Linked DNA regions of Mus musculus: all the other regions are linked to region 2. Evidence: chromatin contacts called from public HiChIP or PLAC-seq and promoter capture Hi-C data. All regions are on one chromosome and are shown on one strand. Each heading gives the region's core, a stretch centred on a gene start, on an enhancer-like site or on the middle of the called end of the contact. The rest is flanking DNA. Distances are from core to core; before and after follow the strand shown. Region 1 holds the start of S1pr2 (sphingosine-1-phosphate receptor 2). Region 2 holds the start of Kri1 (KRI1 homolog). Region 3 holds the start of Smarca4 (SWI/SNF related, matrix associated, actin dependent regulator of chromatin, subfamily a, member 4). Region 4 holds the start of Ldlr (low density lipoprotein receptor). Region 5 holds the start of Dnmt1 (DNA methyltransferase (cytosine-5) 1). Region 6 holds the start of Angptl6 (angiopoietin-like 6).

Region 1 (3,546 bases), core at 138-2,637, 310 kb before region 2:
CCTGAAATTGGGGGGCTCGTTCGCATGCAAAGCATGGGGACATCTCCTGGCAGCACCCCTACCCTACCACTATAGGAAGCTGAAGCCGGGCGCGTCTCCTTGGCGACAGTAAGACCCGCCTGGCTCAGGCAGCACTCTCCAGCTCCTTATCAGGCCGAGGAATGCGTGGTATCCACACTCGCTTGCGCTGGGGCGGCGCCATCTCTCTCTCCTGAGACCCCGACACGCGCGCAGGATGTCCCTATCCTGCACAAAGCAACAGGGGGTGGCCACATTTCTGCACCCCACCAGAGGCCCCCCACATCCAGATTCCTGGGGCACTGGAGAGAGTAACTACAGCTACTTCATTCCCTCCCCCCCCCTCAGTGATGCTCCCATGTTGCCCCGCAGGGGACAGTAGGCTCTGCGGGTGTCGCCTCGGGCATCTAACAACAAGGATAGGGACGGGGGTGGGGAGGTGGAAATCCCCGGGTGAGTCAACCCATGCTCTAGAGGGGGGCGAGGTCCCAACGCCGTGTAGCCCGCGACAACGCGGACTCCACGCCACGCGTGCCTTCCTTCACTCCTACGCCCCATCCCTGAGCTAGGAAAAGGAGACACCTGGACTTTGCAGTTAATGTCCCTTTCCTTCGATACAAAGTGATTCTTCCGAAAGAGAGACTGAAAGAGAGGGGCAACTAACTGGAAACTGAGGCAAAAAACTAGTCTCACAGGCGGTGGGGCGACGGCCTTCGCCGGGGACCCCGCCCATGAACTCTGAAAGCTTTCCCCGCTCGCTCGTCCGTAGCACCTTTCATCCTAGCCGGAGACAGAGAAGAAGGGATGCTGCACCTCTCCCCAACAACCTCACTGCCCCAAACCCTGCTTCCTGAGAACCCCCATCCAGTCTTGCAAAGTCTCCAGCTCAAAGCGCTCGGATTCCGCCTTTCTCTTCAGCGCCAACTTCCTGCCCGAAGGAAGGCGGGGAGCTCAGTCTGGGGGTGCGCCACTGAGTAGGTGGCGAGCTGCCTGGAGTAGTGGGCAGGGGCGCATGGTAGATGATCTGTTCCCTCGGTGCAGCAGAGCCTGGAGCAGCGCGTGCAACGCCTGTACGAGCGCCTGACCCCGGACCGGGCCCCCCAGCTGGGATCTCAGGGTCTCCGTGAACCGCGGCCGCCCAGATCGGAACCTCCCCTCTGCCCCGCGCGCTCACCTGGCTAGGCCGGCCGGGGTCCCTGCCCTGGCCTGAGTGGCCTTGGCGTCTGCGCCCCGGGACAGCCAGTGGTTGGTTTTGGAGACTGTTGGCTGTGCTCGGTCTATGTCCCGGAGTTGGGGACCCAGGACAAGAGAGAGGCGGGCAGAGCCGCTGCCTCCGGCCCCAACTCCCTGCTCGCCCCGCCCTCCTCTCCTCCTCTTTCCGGCGGCGACTTGCAATGAATTCCAGATGTGGCCCGCCAGTTAGCCAGGGCGCGCACGGGGGAAGAGCAGGGCCCCTTTGTCCACACCCCCACACACACACTCCTGCCCTGCTCCTCCCAACCCCCACTCGTGAGAACTGCCGTGGCATGATGTCACGGCCGCGTGACGTCACAGCTCTCTTAACCCAGGTGACCTAGTACTGAAACAACTGTATTCCATTTGGCTTAGCGCCAGGCTAATGCTTGGGACCTGGAAATGGAGGAAATCACACTTACCTACTATGTGAGAACTCAGCAATTCAAGATTAAGCACCTACTATGTGTTTCTACAAGAAATAAATTCCTACACTGTATCATACCCAGCCCCCCAAACAGAAGACTTGGTAAGAACTCCCAGATCCAACTGGGCTTTGTGGCACATATGCCTGTCATTCCAGCATCTGCCACCTGGGAGGTGGGAAGATCAGGAGTTCAGGGTCCTCTTAGCAACCTTAAGCCACTGCCTGCTCAAGACCCTTTCTGAAAAACAACAGGCAGGGATGTGGAGGCAGGTGGTTGAGTGTTTGCCTAGCATGCATCCTCAACACTGCAAAAATATGGAATGGTGGCTTGGGCCTCTAATTCCAAACTTGTGAAGTAGAAGCAGGAGGTTTGTTTTAGAGTTCAAGGCCAATCTGGATCACATGATCCTGTTGGCTCCTTCCCTCCAAACAACTCAGGGTGAAAAAAAAATCCAAAATTAGAGTGAGTGACAGAAGGTCAGCTGTCCAGCTCCACTAGGCAGGGAGGGGAAAGGGCTTGTCTGGAAGCCTGACCTGAGGTCAGTCCCTGGAAGCAAAGTTGGCCTCTGACCTCCACAGGGCACACTGGCATTGCTGCACCTACATTCATTCACTGATACATGTACAATAATAATAAATGCATTTAAAAAAGAATAACAAAACCGGGCGTGGTGGTGCACGCCTTTAATCCCAGCACTCGGGAGGCAGAGGCAGGCGAATTTCTGAGTTCAAGGCCAGCCTGGTCTACAGAGTGAGTTCCAGGAGGCTGTGAGTTGTCAGTGGGTAAGGCCTTGCCTGGGACCCACAAGGTGGAAATTGAGAACCAATTCCTGCAAGTTGTCCTGTGACCTCCAAGGCCTGCTGCTGAGGCACATGCACACACCCACGTACATGTACACACCCACGTGCATGCACGCACATGGGTATAAAGTTAAAATTAATAAATTTTTAAAAGGCGCTAAAGAGGTGCCTCTAATGGTCAAGAGCACTTCCTGCTCTTGCAGAGAACAGAATGTCCCAGCACCCACAGACCTGACAACTTCTGAGTCCAGCCCCAGGGGATCTGACCCTTTCAGCCTCAAGGGCCCGTGTACACACATGCACATACCCACAATTACACATAATTAAAAACAAAAAAAAATAAACACACAAAAGTGTAAATTGCACACCCAAACATAAGCTCCCTAAGAGCGAACAGTGTTTCCCTTGCTGTGTTTAACATTGTGCCTTATGTCGGCATTGAGATGTTTATGGAGGCAGGCGGCTCAGTGTTAGTTACAGTACTTCCTCTCATGCACAGGGCCCTGTGTTCTGTCTCCAACACCCCAAAAATAAATAAGTAAGCGGGTCACTGTTTGCAAGCCTAGCATCCCTGCACTTCAGTGGGTGGAGGCAGGAGGATGGGGAGTCCAAAGCCCTCTTCTGTTCCATAGCAAGTTCTAGGTTTATGACTTGCTAGATAAATTAAGCCTTTCCGCAGGGTACCGGAAGTGGCAGAACAATGGATTAGAATCCCCTATTGAGGGGCTGAGGGTGTGGCTCAGGGGTAGAACACCTGCCTATGGTGCACAAAGGCCCGGATTCTGTCCCCAGCTTGGAAAATAAGACGAAATGAAATGAAATAAATAGGTACCACTCGTGCATGGGAGTGAAACAGAGTCCTTGCATTGGCCATCCAGCCACTCCATGCTTCAAACACTAAAGGCTGGAGGCAGTCAGTGCACAGCATGCTACTCCCTCTCCCCATGGATCTGAGAGCTGTGTAAATGTTTAAGTGGGGAGAGTCCACACTGGACAGGAAAAAGAAAGTACTCAGCTTCCTGGAAGAGGAACTGAGAGGCTGGCGCTCCCTCGCTTGGGAGGAAGGC
Region 2 (3,544 bases), core at 41-2,540:
AAATTCCTAGAGCAGGAAAAGGAAGTAGGGTTGACTTCAGGAGGAAGTTGGGACACATGCAGGTAGGGTGGTGACATATGAGAACAGGCTTCAGCAGGGCCCAGCAACCTTGAGGCCTGAGTGGAGGGGAGGGAGGAAAGGAGGAGAAGCATACACAGTGCTGTGTCTGGGCAGCTGTGGCTTTGACAAGAGTAAAGGAAGCGTTGGGCAGAGAAGTGCAATCTCAATAGGACACTGGAGCCCCACGTGGTGTACTAGATACTGCCACATCAGACTCTTGCGTTTAGGAGTGGAAATGTGGTTCCTAGGGACCACTAATCAGGATGGTGAGGTATCTGTGGTGATGGAGGATAAAGTGAAGATAAAGTAGACAGGATATGACAATCTCTAGGCATAGGGAGGGCTCTACTGGGTTAGTGGAGGAGTTCTGATGGGAAGTCTGGAGCCACATCTGGATAGTAGTGAGGATTTGGTATCTCCTAGATATTGTCACCCAATGGATGAGGGTGTGGACCTAGATGTTCTTATAGGACCCTATGAGATTAAGATAAGGTGCTCGGTCCTTCTGGGGAAATAGGAAGGATTTGGTAAATCCCTAGATACAAGGGAAATGGTGCTTGTTACTCAAGGGATTTAGATGCAATACATGGGGTTAGGGTCAGACTCCCGCTGTATATATAAATTGGGGTGCTCTAGGAGTCTTGCGGCTAAGTTAGCAAAGTAGGTAAATTCAGTGACCACCAGGAAGGGCCTATCTGTCACTTAAGGGATGGGGAGGGAAATCAAGAACATCCCCATAGGGTAAGGCACCTCTGTGCATCCAACTGAGAGCTCAGTGGTTGGGAGGCTTGGAGTCTCTTCCAGAAAGGAGGATGTATTTGGCGATCCCTGAGTTGAGGAGGGTACTGCCTGTCACTCTACGCATGGGGGCGGGTCCTGAAGACTCCGGGACAACCAAGCCCGGTTAGGGAAAGCCCCATGTACATGGGTAGGACGCGAAGCCGGGTTGCGGAAGCTCACCACATGCTCATCGCTGGAGTCAGACTCGGAACTGGAGTCGCCACCGACGTCCGGATCTCCATAGCGATCTTTCACTGTGGAATATACACGGGGTTCCTCATAGCTACCATCACCAGACCCAGTTCCCCACACCTTGGCCTGCGCAGGCGCCCCTCACTCACGTCGCTGAAGTTCCTCACGCTCGCGGTAACGGCTGTAGCGCGCAGCAAACGCTGCGTTCACCTTTAGGCACCCAGAGGCGCGCGGTTCCGGCATGGCGGCTGTGAGACCTAGCGCGCACGCGTGCAACCGCCCCTCCGGGGTGTGGCTTCTCTCCGGCACGCCCCCTGAGGGCTTTTCTTAAGGAGCATGTCCACTGCAGACGCAGTTTGCTCCACCCTCCGTTCTTCCAGGATCCCGTAGGCCTTTTGCTCAGCAGGCCACACCCACCGGGACAAGCCTCTGCGGGGAAAGGCCACAAGCCACCGCCCACCCTTCTCCACCCTGACGGCTCCCGGCACCCAGCTGACATCTGGGGGCCCCTTTCTACACTCGCGGTTTCCTGCCTCTCTTCCGTTCCGACAGCACCCGACCGCTGCCCCACCCAACTCAGTTACCCTGACGCCCTGGGAATGACCGTGTCGACAACCCCAGCACCCTACACCATCCATAGTCCCATCCTACCCTCCGAATACCCACCCCATTCCAGACTCCTAAATCTGAAGTCATCATCGCTGTCTTAGTTTAATGGGCCAAAACATAAAATAATCACACAAAACAATTTCTTTCCATAAAGCAATAAATATTTATATTTCAAACTCTGTACAACAGACTGGAAACCTTCCAAGAAAGAAAAATGAACTCATGTTATCCTTTTAATTGATTTGAAATGCTTTCCCTTCCCCCTCACATGCCCAAAGTAGATGGCTCACACTTCAGGGCTCTCTGAGCACAGCCTGCCAAGGTCACCAGCTTCCAAGGGGCCCGGGAAGTGATGACCTCACTCTGAGGCTAGGGCTTTAAACCCCTGCCCTGGTGCAGCCCCAGTGCAGAGGAAACTGAACCGTTTAGATGGCTGTTGCCTGTAGGAGCCCCTTCTTTGTCCAACACACCAAAAGGGGTGAGAAAAACAAATGAGAAACACCCCCCAAACACACACACTCAAGAAATCAACACCAATAAACCACAAACTGCTCCTCCCACTCCCTTCTTCAATGGACAGGTGTGAAAAGAGAAAGTTTCTTTCCTCTTTTGTTGACAAGTAACCCAGTAAGGCTGGAGACAGTGGCCTTGGGTCACATTGGGATCATCATGTGCCCCTGCAGAATGTCCATGAGGTTCTGAGCCCCTCTCTGCCGAGCCAACTCCAGGGGAGTGAGACCGGAAGCGTCCCTGTGGTGGAGATCAGATTCAGGAGCTAGGAAGCTGACCACGGAGCTATGGCCCTCTCTTATCGCCAGATGGATGGGGAGCGACCCAGTGCTGTCCAGGGCATTGACATCAGCACCATGCTCCACCAGAACCTTCAGGGTGTCCAGGAACCCGGTGCGAGCCGCATCATGCACAGGACTAGTACCGGAGGCATCTTGGACATTGGGGCTGGCACCTTGCTTCAGGAGCTCCAAAGCAACTGCTGGACTTCCAAACATCATGACCTATGGGGGTGGGGAGGAGAAAGTCAGGAGGTTCCCATTGGAGAAGGGTCAGGTAGAATAAAGAGGTCTACCACAAATCCAGAGCACAGAGAAGGGATCCTTAGGGAATGGGGACGCCCCCAGGAAAGTCAGGACCCAAGGGATCAGACTGGGACCCCAGAGAACAGGTTCTTTGAAAATAAGGACACCCCCACACACACACCTTCTAAGCCCCACCCCCATCCTTGTCGGAGACAGGATGTCTTTCTGGATGTCCTGGAATTCTCTCTGTAGACCAGGTTGGTCTCAAATTCTCAGAGATCCACCTGCATCTGCCTCCCAAGTGCTGGGATTAAAGATTAAGTGCTGGATTAATTTGTGTCACTACTGTGTAGCCCAAAGTTCTCTTAAGAACAACAACACAACAACAAAAAGCCCTAACTATAAAAGTGACTCTCATGAAAACATTAAAAAGCCAGGCATAGTGACGCTTTCATAATCCCAGGACCTCAGAGGCTCAGGCAGGAGGACAGTCTCAAGTTCAAGGCCAGTCTGAGATGCAAAGTGAGACTTTGTCTCAGAAATAAAAAAAGAAAATGAAGAAGCAAGAGAAGTAAAGAGAATGGATGAGAAAGGGAACCGGGCCAGGCAGTGGTGGCGCACGCCTTTAATCCCAGCACTCGGGAGGCAGAGGCAGGCAGATTTCTGTGTTCAAGGCCAGCCTGGTCTACAGAGTGAGTTTCAGGACAGCCAGGGCTACACTGAAAAACCCTGTCTTGAAGAGAGAGAGAGAGAGAGAGAACCAGGAAGGCGTCTAAAGCCTCTTTGAGGCCAGAGCAGTCCCATATCATTAGGGCTGTAAAGCCCCTTCAACACTACAATCTGGGAACTACATAGAATTTTTGAGAAAG
Region 3 (3,163 bases), core at 162-2,661, 330 kb after region 2:
TCAGCCAGAGCTACACAAAGAAACTCTGTCCTCGAAAAACAAAAACAAAACAAAACAACCAAGCGAAAATACCATGATAGTTTGCCAGTCTTGGTATCTTGGGTCTGTAACCCTAGCGTTTAAGAGGCAGTAGCAGGCCAGTGATTTAATGGCCTGAAACATTCTTTTTTGTTCTTTGTGGCAGAAAACACCCTTTTGTTTGTTTACTTAGAGAAGGTCTCACTTTGTATCCATGGCTGCCCTGGAACCTCACTATGTAAAAGACCAAGCTGGATTGGTACATGCATGCAGCACTCAGGAAGGAAGATGTCTGAGTTCGAGGCCAGCTTAGTCTAGAGCAAGTGCCAGGACAGCCACGGCTACACAAAGAAAACCCGTCTTAAAAAACTAAAGACAGCCGGGCGTGGTGGCGCACGCCTTTAATCCCAGCACTCGGGAGGCAGAGGCAGGCGGATTTCTTGAGTTCGAGGCCAGTCTGGTCTACAGAGTGAGTTCCAGGACAGCCAGGGCTACACAGAGAAACCCTGTCTCGAAAAACCAAAAAAATAAAAACAAACAAACAAACAAACAAACAAACCATAAAGACACACAACAAAAACAAGTAACACCTTGGTAACAAACTCAAGAGATCCACCTGCCTCTGCCTCCCGAACACTACCAAATATTTTAAAAACTCAACCAGAGGCATGAATCTACAGATTTGGACAGAGTTCTATGCTCCAAGGCTAATGGCTTTCTTGGAAATCAGAAGTTAAATTGTGAATATGGCTGTTTCTACCTCACACTCTGTATTTTACTTATTCATTCGGTTGCCTCCCCACAGACTGTAATAGAGGGCAGCAAGTAGCCGATAGCAGCTCAATAAATATTTGTAAAGCTAATTACTGGGCCTCAGCAGGTTCTGCAGGAAATGTGGCCAGGGCAGAGTCTTGCAGAGCAGGCAGGGCAGCGCCAGAACCAGGATCAAAGCGTTTCCCGGGCCTGCACTTAGCACCGCGTGGGCTCTGCCGGTCCTGGGATAGCTTGGCCATCTCTCCGCTTCTCTTTCCTCCCTGGGTGCTCCAACTGCTCCGAGCCTGAGGACTTTAATTTCATCCTTACTATCTCCCATCTGGACCACCCACCCCCTCCCCCAACCTTTAAGCGTCGCCGCAGTGCTACCCCCACTGCGCATGCCTCCCGGCTTGAGGCCCAGTTTCGTGCCTGGGAGGTAGATGTGCGCTTGCGCAGAGCCGCCCCGAGCCCCCCACAGGGGCGGTGCACCAGGATCTTGTGCAGCCTCTGGGCCCGCCCACCTCCTCGCGCCCTCAAAGGACTAGTACGCGTGCGCACAGCGAATGGCTGAGCATGCGCGCAGAGAGCGGAAGGGTGGGCTGGCGCGCGCACGAGGCCGGCCGGGCAGCGGAAGCAGGGCAAGTGGAGCGGGTAGACAGGGAGGCGGGGGCGCGCGGCGGGCGCGTGCGGTGGGGGGGGGTGGCCTGGCGAAGCCCAGCGGGCGCGCGCGCGAGGCTTTCCCACTCGCTTGGCAGCGGCGGAGACGGCTTCTTTGTTTCCTGAGGAGAAGCGAGACGCCCACTCTGTCCCCGACCCCTCGTGGAGGGTTGGGGGCGGCGCCAGGAAGGTTACGGCGCCGTTACCTCCAGGTAAGGAATGGAGGCTCCCGGGCGGAACCAGGCTCCCGGGGCTTGGGCAAGACGGTTTGAATGAAGCGGAGGCGCCGGGAGGGGGAGGGGGCAGCTGGGCGACCAAAGCGGGGTCGCGGTACGGCGGCGCCTGAGGGTCAAGAAGCCCTGCGCGCGCGTCTCAGGCCGCAGTGCAGCGAGACCGCGGCGGCTTCCTGACTGTGGCCGGCGAGGCGGGTGGCTCTGGGCCGCGTGAAGGCCGCGCGCGCGTTCTCGTAGGGTCTTGGACAAAGCTTCTTCCCTTTGGCGTTTCAGAGATCCAGATCCCCCACTTTAATTTCTGTGGACCCCAACTTTGAACAGTGGCTAGGTGTCGTGGGCTTTTCTGGCCTCGTTTGTAACGGGTGGGATCCCAATGCCCTGTGGTCGGGCGTCGGGAGCAACATTTTTACCTCAGTTATTGATGCCCAGTGTAGCTTGGACACAGTCATGAGCCCTCTTCGGTCTCCAGACCTTACTTTCTTCATGTTTATTATTTTTTTTTTTGATAAATTTCATTATTGCAGATTTTGAAGGAAAAATAAAGAATTTCTTCCATGGCTTCAAAATGTTTGCCTAAAAAGTGAAAGATGCCTGGGGACGTTTGCTCTCGGCGGCATTGTTTTTCTTTTGAGTCCCTTGGCCCTTCCCAGTTTTTAAGATAGGGTTTTTTATTTTAAAACACCGAAGGCAAGTGTTTTGTGCGGGTCCGAAGACATCTACTTGATCCCTTTTACCTCCAGTGACTCCTCAGGAACTAGAAACAAGTTTTTGTTTGAACTGACAGACAGCCTTTGAGTTTGATGCCCAGCGCCGGCTGCTGTCAGCTTGCTGTGTGGCCTTAGGCGAAATCGCTAATCTCGCCAAACCTCTTGGTTTCCTCCTTTGTACAAGGGAATTACTTTCGCTGTTAGGATTGGGAAGAACTAGGCAAATCGTTCCTACATCATCATTATTCTGATTTTGAAGACAGACTCTTATAACCTAGGCTGACATCCAGCTCCTCATGTAGACCAGGCTGGCTTCATCCTCACTTTGCTGCCTCCACCTCCCAAGTGCTGGGATGATGTTCAGCCAGGCTTCCTGCCCTGTTCTTTGTTCTTGACTGGTCCAGCAGATAGTTGAATCTTTTACTTTGTGTTACATGTCTGGTAGGGGAATGGGCAGTAAATATGGGGACGTTTCTCCTTGGCCTGCATGTGTATTAATTCATTAAGAAGTTTTGGGTTTGTTTTGATTCTCCTGGCCCCCTTCTGTTCTCACTGTATAGTCCTGGCTGTCCTAGAACTCTGTTACCGGCTGCCCTCAAATTCACACAGATTGGCCGCCTCTGCCCTCTGAGTACTGGGATTAAACTCTTGCATTAGCAAAGCCCTTAAGGCCACTTATGTTTTATTTTTATTTATTTATTATTTTTTATTTTTTAAGATTTATTTATTATTATATCTAAGTACACTGTAGCTGTCTTCAGACTCTCATTTCGGATAATTGTGAGCCACCAT
Region 4 (3,288 bases), core at 217-2,716, 440 kb after region 2:
ACAATATGAATGTGCAGGTCACAGGGACGAGTTCTCTCCTCTCATGTGGGTCCTCGGATTTGAACTCACATCAGGTCAGTCCTGGCTGCATGCACTAAGCCAACACACTAGCCCTGGTTTGTTCTGCAGGGAGCTAGGCAGGGACAGAATCTGAGTCCCTTTTAGAAAATCCCTAAGCCTTTGATTCATCAAAACTTCTCTATCCATGGCAGACAGCCTTCTGGTTTAGCCATCCAGTGTCAAGAGGGGAAAAAGGCCACATGTGGTTGGTTTTGCTTCGAGGGAAGAGATGCCCTTCTGTGTGTTCAACTCCTTGTAACAGGATAAAGCGGTACCAGCAGGTGCCTAAGGAAATAAACCAAAAATCAACATTTCTGTCAACACAGGAAGGAACCCATTGATTCTCAGATGAATTATTTAAAATAATTTCAACTTTAGCTTTGAAACAGGGTCTCTTGACAGGTGGTAGTGGGGTGGTAGTAAACACTCAACATTTAATCCCAGCACTCAGGAGTTAGAGGCAGGCAGATCTCTGAGTTCTAGGCCAGCCTGGTCTACAGAGTCCAGGACAACCAGGGCTACACAGAGAAACCTTGTCTTGAAAAACAAAACAAACAGAAACAGAAACAAAACAAAAGAAGAAAAGGAAAGAAAAGAAAGAAAGAAGGAAAGAAGAGGAGGAGGAAACAGAATCTGTGTAGCCCAGGCTAGTCTGGAACTTGCTGTCCAGACCAGTTTGGACTTTGCTCACAGAGATCTGCCTGCCTTCTTCCTAGTTTCAGTGTTACCATATCTTGCTATGGAATTCTTCCATTAATAATTATAATTATTCTAACTACTGGGTCCTACCCCCCAAACCAAGTAATGTTTCTTCTTTCTAATTAATTAATTAGTACAGGGGAGTGTGTGTGGAAGTTAGAGGACAATTTGCTGGAGTTGGTTCTGGTTCTCTCTCCTTCCAGTATGTGGATCCCTGGGATCAAACTCAGGTCTTCAGGCTTGCACCCTCACCCACTGAGCCAACTCGCTCACCCGCACACGCCGCCGCGTTTTATATACATTTCTCGCTGAGTGTTTGTGTTTATGGACGGATCCAGATAAAACCTGCAACTGTACTTGGGTCAGAAATCTATGTGCCCATTCCTAGACAGGAAAGCAAACTTGCTGCAAGAAGTGTAGGGGTCGGGGGTGGGAGGGGGCTTCGCATACTTCTGTTTTGCTTTGGAGGTGGAAAGGAAAGCGTCAGAAGGCGACCCAGGGTGTGGAAGGGCGTGGGTCGTCCCTTGAACACTCAAACAGCAACGCGGGCGGCTAAGTGTCCGGGAAGCGGTGAAATTCTGTGGGAGGAATTTGAGGAACTTCCCACTGCTGCGGGAGCTTCAGGGGTTAAAAGAGACGATGTCACATCGGCCGTTCCAAGCTCCTCCCCGCTCAGTGAGGTGAAGATTTTTGAAAATCACCCCATTGCAGACTCCTCCCCCGCCTGGAAACCTCGCCCCTAGTACTGGGAATGACTCTGGGCGTGCGGCGTAGTTTGCAGCCGGGACACCGTGAGGCTTGCGAGCCCAGATTCGCAGCCGAGACACCGTGGGGCCCGCGATCCAGTGTTTGCAGCGGGAACATTTCGGGGTCTGTGATCCGAGTGAGGACGCAACGCAGAAGCTAAGGATGAGCACCGCGGATCTGATGCGTCGCTGGGTCATCGCCCTGCTCCTGGCTGCTGCCGGAGTTGCAGGTAAGGCTTTGCGCCAGGAGCCTGCCCGGGGTCAGGGGCAGCCGTCCTGAACTCGGAGAGCCCCGAGTGGTTTTATTTTTGGTCGAGAAATACAACCATTCGTGCGAACTTGATGTGATGTCCTTCCCACGTGGCTGGAGGGAAGTGTTTTGGAAATAGGGTGCCAGAGCTGTAGGGGGTCAGAGTGGGTTTGGGGAGTCCGGTGGGTGCTCTCCCAAGTCAGAGGTGTCTTTCAGAGCTATGTGTGAGGGAATCCAAGAGGAGGGGTCCCATCATTCGTTTTAAGGGCTGGGGAGACCCAGGCCCAGCTGTTCAACTTTGGGGTCGCTAGTCGTAGTTACAGGACTTGGGGGTCTCCACACTGCACTCAAACCCGGCTACTGCCGCGTGCCCCAAAACTCCGCCCTAACCCCACCTCCCACCGCACCCCCGAGCTCCTATTGGGTGCAGCCGGAACAGGCGAGCCTCGAGCCACTCCCCTCGCCCAATGGAGGAAGAGGATGATGTTCAGGGGCGTGGCTTGCACGACCCTCCCGGGTGGGGTGGGGCTACACATCCGGGCCGGCTGGGTCCTCCTTGTGAGCCTTCAGTCCCTACCTTGTCCCTACTTCCCTGGTTTGGTGCAGATGTGCCTCAGGCAACCCAGACACCCGTAGCTGAGACCATCAGGCAGGGAGGGCCAGGGACCTGGCAAAGACTTTTGCAGGCCTGGTTCGTTCCCACTCTCTGAACGTGTAGGATTGGACAGATCCATAAAGTGGACTTTAGTTTTAGGAGAGGCGTTGGAATTTGGACAGGAAGGGAGATGGTGTTACAATCTCACCAACAACTTCTTTGCAGCACTGGGAAAAGTGCTCCACCTCTCCCTCACTTTATAGACAGGGTCTCATGTAGCCTAGGCTGGCCTATAAGTCACTGTGTAGTCTCTAGCCCCTAATTCTCCTGCCTCAGCTCGGGAGTGTTGGGATGACAGGCATGTGCCACCATGCCTGGATTTGGGGACACCATGGATAGAACCAGGGTCCATGAATGCCTGGGTTACTGCTTTTCTTGCAGTCAGCCTGGCTGGCCAAGAACATTTTAATTGCTTTTTCCTCCTCAGAACCAGCTTCGGTTCTGACCCCACAGGAGCTTGGCAGGAGTGCCCTTCAGTTAGCTGTGAGTAGCTGTCAACTGGACAATCCCTGGGGATGCTTCCTTGAGACAGCCTGGCTGAGCTGGGCATCCTGGGGCACACCTGTAGTCTCAGCACCTGGAAGGCAGAGGCAGGTGGATTCCTGTGATTTCCAGGGCAGGCAGGGCTATACAGTGAACCCTGGACTAAGAGAGAGGGAGAGGGGAGAGGTTGAACACTGAGACAAACACTTAGCTATCCTGTTATAATTGTAGACAAGGCTAGACCAGATACCCTGCTCAGCTTGCGTTTCACCCATCATTGCCTTCTTTAACAAGAAGAAAGAAAGAAAACCATTTTATAAAGTCTTGAGCAAGAGCTGAGGTTTCCCATCTCACCGGAAGGCCAAGGGCCCCGGTGCTGGTCTCCCCAGACTCTC
Region 5 (3,303 bases), core at 575-3,074, 330 kb before region 2:
AGACTGTCTAACTTTAAAAAACCAAATACTTTAATTATGTATGTATTTTTTGGTAGTAAAAAGAAATCTGTTGAGGTGTCTCACAAAGGCTTCAGATTTTTATGCCTATACAATCAAAAAACAAGCATTCAAAAAACGAACCCAAACCATCATGATGGCACATGTCAGTAATCCCAGCACTGAGAAGACACAGGCAGAGAGAGAGAGAGAGAATCCCAGGCCAGTCTCCAATACAAGTGAAAGGGCTGAAGGTGTAGCTCAGTACAGAGCTTCAGGTCCAACCCTGGGGGCGAGCTGGGGGCAGGGGTGTTTGACAAGGGGAATTCAGCCGCTTCTCCCACTTTATCCCCCAAAGCTCAAATGGGAATCGGCCTGGCATCACCCCAGTAAACTAACCCCCGGGATAGCAAAAGCAGACTCAGAATCGGGTTGGGATGTGTCCAGCACTAGCAGGGCACCTATGACTAATGCTCAATGACGCGCGGGACAAGCTTTCAGGAATGAACGGATTGACGATGCCCTTCTGGAACAGGAAGCGGGATCCAGTGTTCCCGCCAATCCTTGCACACAGCCGTCCTCATGGAGGCGTGGAAGGTACTAGTGGAGGGCCCATTACCCAGGTCTTCCTTGATTGCTTGGGGAGGGGGGGGGGAGAGGGGGGATTCATATGCACTGAAATGGGGGACTTTACCTGCCATCCCTCACTCCTCGAAATAAACACTGGACAATGTAAAAAGCTTCCTCGATGGCGCCAGGACCGAAAGAACTGGTTTACAGGGGCTAAAATAATAGGGCGGGGGCCGAGACATCTCACTACCATTCATCTTTCCTTCCCCCTGATAAACACTTTGAATGGAGTTAAAGGTTTCCTCGATTGCTCTGGGATCTCGGGACAGAGTTATGTCACTGCCAAAGTGGAGGGCCCATTCTGCAGCACCAGCTCTTTCCAGGCAGAGTCTCTTTGATAGCTCCAGGATCGCAGGAGCTCCTTTACGTTAGGATGAAAACAAAACAAAATCCCACGAGGGCTTCAAGCTGCCCAGGCCCGGCCCGGCAGGATGAGAGAGAAAAGGTCCTAGGACTTGACAGCGGGGCTGGGAAGGAGGGCCCTTCTGAACCAGGGCCAGGGGAACCGGCGGAGGGACCCTCGGGTGGGCGCGGCGGGATCTGCAGGGCACCGGAAGTGGAGGCTGGAGCGGAGTGGGGGCTTCAGGGTGTCCACAGGCCGGGAGAGGGGCACTTCCTGCACACCCAGGAGCCTGGCTGACCAAAGAGGGGAACCCCTGAGGGTGTCCCCAAGCTTGTTCTATTTCAGAGGGCTGATCCCCTTGCTCCCTCAAGCTCCCAGTCAATGGGCTTGCCAGCACCCCGGCCCCCACCCATTTTGGCGCCAACAGCTAAGGGCACGCGCGACAGGAAGCACAGCCCGCGCCAAACGCTGCCCCGCGCATGCGCGCCCTGGCTGTCAGCGGCCGCAGGGCCACCCGGAGATACCCCCAATATATGCCTCGGCATCGGTCCCGCCCCTCACCCCCACCCTGCGTGGCACCTACCGCCTGCGGACATGGTCCGGGAGCGAGCCTGCCGGGGAGGCAAGCGCAGGCACTCGGGCTGGAGCTGTTCGCGCTGGCATCTTGCAGGTTGCAGACGACAGAACAGCTCTGAACGAGACCCCGGCTTTTTCGCGCGCGCGGAAACCAATTGGGAGGGGGCGGCGCAAGCGGAAGCAGCATGTACCACACAGGGCAAGAGAGTGGGGGAAGACCATGCTATGCCCGAAGGGAGTGCGCATGCGCGCAACGGAGGCACCCACACCTCCTGGCTATAGTGGGCTCGTCCGTGCTGCGACTGGCGCCACCCACCTCCCCCTTGCCTGAAGAGGTGGCTCGGCACTTGAGAGCAGGTAGTGCTGCTCTTGCAGAGGATGACTCTGGTTTGCTTGCCAGCACCCGCATCCAGCCGCTCCAAGCCCCTGTAATTCCACTTCCAGGGGGTCCTACAGCCTCTTCTGGCCTCTATGGGCATTGCACTCACATGCACAAACACAACTTTAAAAAAAAAAAAATCTTTTGAGTCTGGCAGAGGCTGTGGCATGCATGCATTTGATTCCAGCACTCAGAATGCAAAAGCCAGAGGATCTCTGTGTATTGAGCCTGGTCTAAAAACAAAATCTTCTTGAAAAAGGAAAAAGGTAGGCGGTGGTGGCGCATGCCTGCAGTCCCTTACACTAAGGAGGCAGAGGCAGGCAGATCTCAGTTTGAGGTCAGCCAAGTCTATACAGTGGAGTTCTAGGACAGCCAGAGCCACACAGAGAAAGCCAGTCTCAAAACAAAACAAACAAAAGTGGGCTTGTCTGCGCAGTGGCTAGCTTCCTCCCTGGAGAGCACCCACCCACATCCAGCCACTCGAAGCCCTGTAACTCCACTTCCAGGGGAAGGCCGCTGTGGACACTGCTCTTAAATGCACCAACAATTTTTTAACCCAAGATAGGCTTGACTTTACTATCTATACAATAGATAATATGGTTGATCTTAAAGTTCAGACCTCCTGCCTCTCTCTGGTCTTGAGTGATGGATTTATGGGTATGCCCCACTGTAACTACCATCTTCACTGGAAGATGAAATGTGTGGTTCTGTAGTGTCTAACTATATGTCCATGATCCATATTTCTGGAACTTACATCTTCAGAAGGAGAAACTATAGGCATAACTCTATCCCCCTCCCCTTCTGCTCATCTTTTGTTACCATTTTGGTAAGAAATACATGAACCCTTAAACAAAAGGCCTCCCGTCTAACCCCATCTTCACCCCCTTGTCCTCTAAAACGACCATGAGCACACCATCTGGACTCTTCCTCAGTGGCTTCATCTATCAGAGCTGAAATCACCTCCTTAAAAAGATAATTCAGAAGTGAACTGGACCAATATACCAATGAAGTAGTATAGTGGTAAGGCCAGGAACCACTTCTGCCATCTGGGTTTAATAAAAAAAAAAAAAGCAGATCGCAGAGAAATGATATTTTCTATTTACCTTCCACATGGTATGGAAGGATTTAGAATATACAGTTCAACAGCAGAATATTAACCTCACAGCAGAAGCCTTGGGAGTCATCCCTAGCACCAGATGAATAAAAGAATGACCGAGGACCAGAAAGACAGCTGAGAGAACTGAGCCAGAAGTAGTCTCCCTCTGACCATGTGTGTAAGTTGACATCACATACCCACGCACATGTACACAAATGTGAAATTGTTAAAGAACTTTTCCCAACAAACCTAACTTTAAAAATCCTGAGGCACTGGGGATGG
Region 6 (3,524 bases), core at 562-3,061, 410 kb before region 2:
AAAGAAAAAAAAAAGTCCTTGTGTATGATGAAAGTGCTTGTAAGCCTAGGAGCTGTGAATATTTTCGTGCAGCCAATGAAGCTCTCCCCAATCATTCACCCAGATGAGCAGTGGGTGGTGCCCCTGACACGGAGCGCGCGGCACAGCTACCTGCTGCTGTCCCCGTTCCGGGCCCGCGCACGCGCGTTGCAGGCGGCCGAGGAGGCTGCTATGCTGGCTCATGAGCTGCGCATGCTCACGGAGCTGTGCGTCCAGCTGCTGCAGGCGTGCCGTCGTCCGGCGCGCTTCGGCCTCAGCGTCCAGCGCGCGCTCGGCTAGCAAACCAAGTGCAGCAGCAGGCTCCGCCCCCAGGTCAGGCTCCGCCCTCGCCTCCTGCTGCAATTGCGCGCGCAGCTGGCCCAGGCGCGTGTTCAGGGTGAGACTGTGCTCGCGCAGTGCGCGCACCTCGTCCGCGAGCGCACCACCCTCCGCCGCACGCCTTTGCAGCGCGCGCAGCAGCTCCTCGTGGCGACCCAGGCGCATGCGCAGCGTGGCCAGTTCGCTGTCTTGGGTGGCTTCTGAGCTCCTGCAGACGGCGCTAGTTGCCTTCTGCGGGGACAAAACTAGGGTGACGCGGCAACGCGCGGCACCTCCGAGCGCCCTCCAAGCGCCCAGCAGAAGCAGCAGTTGCAGCTTGCGTAGCCTGGCGGTCCCCATGGCCGTCACCTGCAGTGAAGAGGAAAGAGACTACTGTTTTAGCCTAGACGGGTCCCAAAGCTCCAAGGTAGCCAAGGAGAGCTAAAGTATTGATCCCTGGGCGTCACTTCCTACGGTTGTACTCCACAACAGAGCTGGGCTGCAGCTCGCAGCGCAGATTGTCCGTTTACCACAGTTCATACAACAACCAGAATCATTTTACACCCCAAATCCCTCTCCATCCTCGGTTCCGGACACTTGGACCTGGTCACCTCTCCCCTCAGAACCTTCGGTGGCCCCCACTTAAAGAGAAAACTTCCATTTTGCGTGGGGGGCGGGGCGTGCAGGGGATGGAACATCCATCACTCATGCTGGGCCCCTCTTTTCTAATTTGAGACATGGTGTCACTAGTAGCCCAGTCTGTTACCGAACTAGGTTAGGATGCTACTGCCTGGGCCTCTTCATCCCTAGATGGCTTGTGTGTGCCACCATACCAGGTTAATATTCGTGACTCCCCACTCCTGCCCTGCAGAATTCACACCCAGGGCCCTATGCCACCACTCCCAGGCACTCGGGCACACACTTGGACCTGCTCAGAAGAAACCACAAGTGCAAAGGTCCTGGAATTGGATCTCATTTCAGATGTGCTGAAAAGAAGACATAGCAAAGAGGCCTGTGGGGTGGCATAGAAGGGAAGTGAGAGAGCCGTGGAAACTTCTGAGCTAGAGGCAAGGTACATCAACTACAGTGGCTGCTCATCAGGCGTCAGCTCCCAAGCACTGGGCAGTCTTGGGCACATGTGGCCGCCTTCGTTGGCAAGCTTGGAGTAAATGAGAGACCTGGGAGCCTCCCTGTGCCCCCCCACACACAACGTATACACACACACACACACATACACATACATACATACGCACATACATATACATGCACATACATAGACAACATACATACACACCCGTACACACACAATCAAGACCAGATGCACTCTACAAACAGCATCTACCTACATCCACTCCTACCCACTCTCACCTCTCACAGCCCAGACGCTGGCTCCAGTGAGGTTTGCGGCAATTCCACAAAATCTGAGGAAGGCCTGAAGGACCAGGACGAAGGACCGGGAGTCCTTCTGGGTGAGTATCTGGGTGCAGGAGACTGAAAAGACAGAAGCCGAGAGAAGACTTGGAAACCACCCATCCCCCAGAGCATGGATGGAGCCTGGGAGCACAGCAAGTGTAAATATTTAGTATTTCCAGTGTGAGAACCCTGGGCAGAATAGCCAGATCCCCTTGCCCAGGCCTCCGGAGCATGATAACAGAGGCCACTGCCCTACGAGTCTCTTCCTTTCTCTCAGGCTCACAGAGCATGGGAGGCCCTAGGCCCTGGTAGACTTGTGGGCTCCAGACTCAGACAACCATGACAATGATGATGTATCAGTGAGTACCCTGATGCCTGGCGCTGGGGACACCCTTAAAGGGGTAAAACTTTCTCATTTAACCCCAGCAGCCAGTAGAGGTGTGAGCCCCTGCCTAGAATCCCCCAGTGAGGGGCTGGGGGTGTAGCTCAGTAGTAGGACACTTACAAAGTCCTTGGTACCCAATATTGCCAGAAGAAACAAAACCTTAGGATGTGGTAGCACAGACTTAATCACAGTACCTGGGAGGCAGCAGCAGTTGGAGCTCTGTGAGTTCCAAGCCAGCCAGTGAGCCCCTGTCTTAAAAGGGAGTGGGAGTGGGTGTTAGATCGGAACTGATGAAGGCAACATGGAAATAAAAGCCAGCATCAGCTCAACAGAGCAGGCAGTCCTTTACTAGAGAAATGGAGATTGTACGAGGGGCAGGGGGCTTGGAATGTTAGAGGACACAAAAGGGAACATTGCGGAGGAAGATTTTATCTGAGGGTTGTTTTATGTTGACTTATTAGTCGTTAGTCTTCTCCTGGCTCCTGCCTGCAGATGCTCTCATTACTATGTTGGCTTTCTTGTCAGACAAGATGTTTCTGTCCATATGCTACCCAGCAAGTTTTGGAGCTGTCCGAGGCTCTTTGCTTTAGATCCTTGTCTTAGTCATGGTTCTTCTGCTGTGAAGAGACACCATGACCAACTTATACAAGAAAGCATTTAATTGGGGGCCTGGTTACAGTTTCAGAGGGTGAGTCTATAACCATTATGACAGGGAGCATGGCAGCAGACAGACAGATAGACAAACATGATCCTGGAGCAGTAGCTGAGAGCTTGCATGCTACACATAAGCAGGAAGCAGAGGAGTGACCTTTTTGTTTGGCTTCAGACCCTGGGACAGGGGACAGTGTGTGTGTGTGCACACACACACGCGAGCATGCACATGTTTTGCATACCAAAGCAGACCTGGCTTCTTTTTTTTTCTTTCTTTCTTTTTTGTTTCTTTGGTTTTTCAAGACAGGGTTTCTCTGTGTAGCCCTGGCTGTCCTGGAACTCACTTTGTAGACCAGGCTGGCCTCAAACTCAGAAATCCGCCTGCCTCTGCCTCCTGAGTGCTGGTATTAGAGGCGTGCGCCACCACTGCCCAGCTCAGACCTGGCTTCTAAGTTCTCCCAGCATCCCTCAGTCCCAACCTGGCACACCCTGCCCCCAATCCTGCAACCAGAATCTTCTGCGGCAAAGCTTTTATTGCTTACTTATCAGGAGGGAAGACCCCGAACCGGGGAAATGGCGCTGCTTGTATAGCCCACAGCGTGACGTTTCAGCACCTGATGTGGTGTGACAGCTCCTGATTCGTTGCTCGCCCATCACCCCATTACTACACTGCGAGATGGGCAGTGATAGGCGTGAGTTCACTCTTGCACTTGCGCATAAGGCTTGTTAACTAGTTAGG

The links. HiChIP or PLAC-seq counts read pairs in DNA pulled down with a chosen protein or histone mark. Capture Hi-C pulls out chosen DNA fragments and counts their contacts.
Region 1: an H3K27ac HiChIP or PLAC-seq map of microglia shows a contact between it and region 2, with 6 times the contacts expected there. The contact joins the promoter of S1pr2 here to the promoter of Kri1 in region 2. A contact is called at or near these places in 2 of 39 promoter capture datasets (cranial neural crest and neural stem cells), 1 of 484 Hi-C or Micro-C datasets (muscle stem cells) and 3 of 115 datasets of contacts at active chromatin or transcription factors (CD8 T cells, the SCID.adh cell line and microglia).
Region 3: a contact with region 2 is called in a promoter capture Hi-C map of liver. The contact joins the promoter of Smarca4 here to the promoter of Kri1 in region 2. A contact is called at or near these places in 4 of 484 Hi-C or Micro-C datasets (CD4 T cells, forebrain and muscle stem cells), 4 of 115 datasets of contacts at active chromatin or transcription factors (the SCID.adh cell line, embryonic stem cells, fibro-adipogenic progenitors and 1 more) and 3 of 9 other capture datasets (adipose tissue, embryonic stem cells and liver).
Region 4: a contact with region 2 is called in an H3K27ac HiChIP or PLAC-seq map of microglia, with 6 times the contacts expected there. The contact joins the promoter of Ldlr here to the promoter of Kri1 in region 2. A contact is called at or near these places in 2 of 484 Hi-C or Micro-C datasets (both in embryonic stem cells) and 5 of 115 datasets of contacts at active chromatin or transcription factors (astrocytes, bone marrow-derived dendritic cells, memory CD8 T cells and 2 more).
Region 5: a promoter capture Hi-C map of pancreatic islet shows a contact between it and region 2. The contact joins the promoter of Dnmt1 here to the promoter of Kri1 in region 2. A contact is called at or near these places in 3 of 484 Hi-C or Micro-C datasets (embryonic stem cells and regulatory T cells), 2 of 115 datasets of contacts at active chromatin or transcription factors (embryonic stem cells and pancreatic cancer cells) and 2 of 9 other capture datasets (adipose tissue and pancreatic islet).
Region 6: a promoter capture Hi-C map of liver shows a contact between it and region 2, with 2.2 times the contacts expected there. The contact joins the promoter of Angptl6 here to the promoter of Kri1 in region 2. A contact is called at or near these places in 1 of 39 promoter capture datasets (pre-B cells), 1 of 15 datasets of contacts at CTCF or cohesin (the NIH/3T3 cell line), 1 of 484 Hi-C or Micro-C datasets (CD8 T cells), 2 of 115 datasets of contacts at active chromatin or transcription factors (CD8 T cells and embryonic stem cells) and 3 of 9 other capture datasets (liver, macrophages and pancreatic islet).

Annotation. Positions count from the first base shown.
Region 1 is chr9:20,975,406-20,978,951 of GRCm38.p6, forward strand. It overlaps S1pr2 (sphingosine-1-phosphate receptor 2), which reads right to left and starts at 1,388. Exons shown (of 2, transcript NM_010333.4): 1 at 1,193-1,388.
Region 2 is chr9:21,286,679-21,290,222 of GRCm38.p6, forward strand. It overlaps Kri1 (KRI1 homolog), which reads right to left and starts at 1,291. Exons shown (of 19, transcript NM_145416.3): 1 at 1,182-1,291; 2 at 1,021-1,094; 3 at 1-6. The coding sequence starts at 1,275. Cdkn2d (cyclin dependent kinase inhibitor 2D) reads right to left here. Exons shown (of 2, transcript NM_009878.3): 2 at 1,785-2,654. The coding sequence ends at 2,295.
Region 3 is chr9:21,614,758-21,617,920 of GRCm38.p6, forward strand. It overlaps Smarca4 (SWI/SNF related, matrix associated, actin dependent regulator of chromatin, subfamily a, member 4), which reads left to right and starts at 1,412. Exons shown (of 34, transcript NM_001174078.1): 1 at 1,412-1,643.
Region 4 is chr9:21,722,110-21,725,397 of GRCm38.p6, forward strand. It overlaps Ldlr (low density lipoprotein receptor), which reads left to right and starts at 1,467. Exons shown (of 18, transcript NM_010700.3): 1 at 1,467-1,735. The coding sequence starts at 1,669. Gm26511 (a long non-coding RNA gene) reads right to left here and starts at 1,247. Exons shown (of 4, transcript XR_001779098.2): 1 at 1-1,247.
Region 5 is chr9:20,951,155-20,954,457 of GRCm38.p6, forward strand. It overlaps Dnmt1 (DNA methyltransferase (cytosine-5) 1), which reads right to left and starts at 1,825. Exons shown (of 39, transcript NM_001199431.1): 1 at 1,554-1,825. The coding sequence starts at 1,633.
Region 6 is chr9:20,877,899-20,881,422 of GRCm38.p6, forward strand. It overlaps Angptl6 (angiopoietin-like 6), which reads right to left and starts at 1,812. Exons shown (of 6, transcript NM_145154.2): 1 at 1,705-1,812; 2 at 151-705. The coding sequence starts at 696.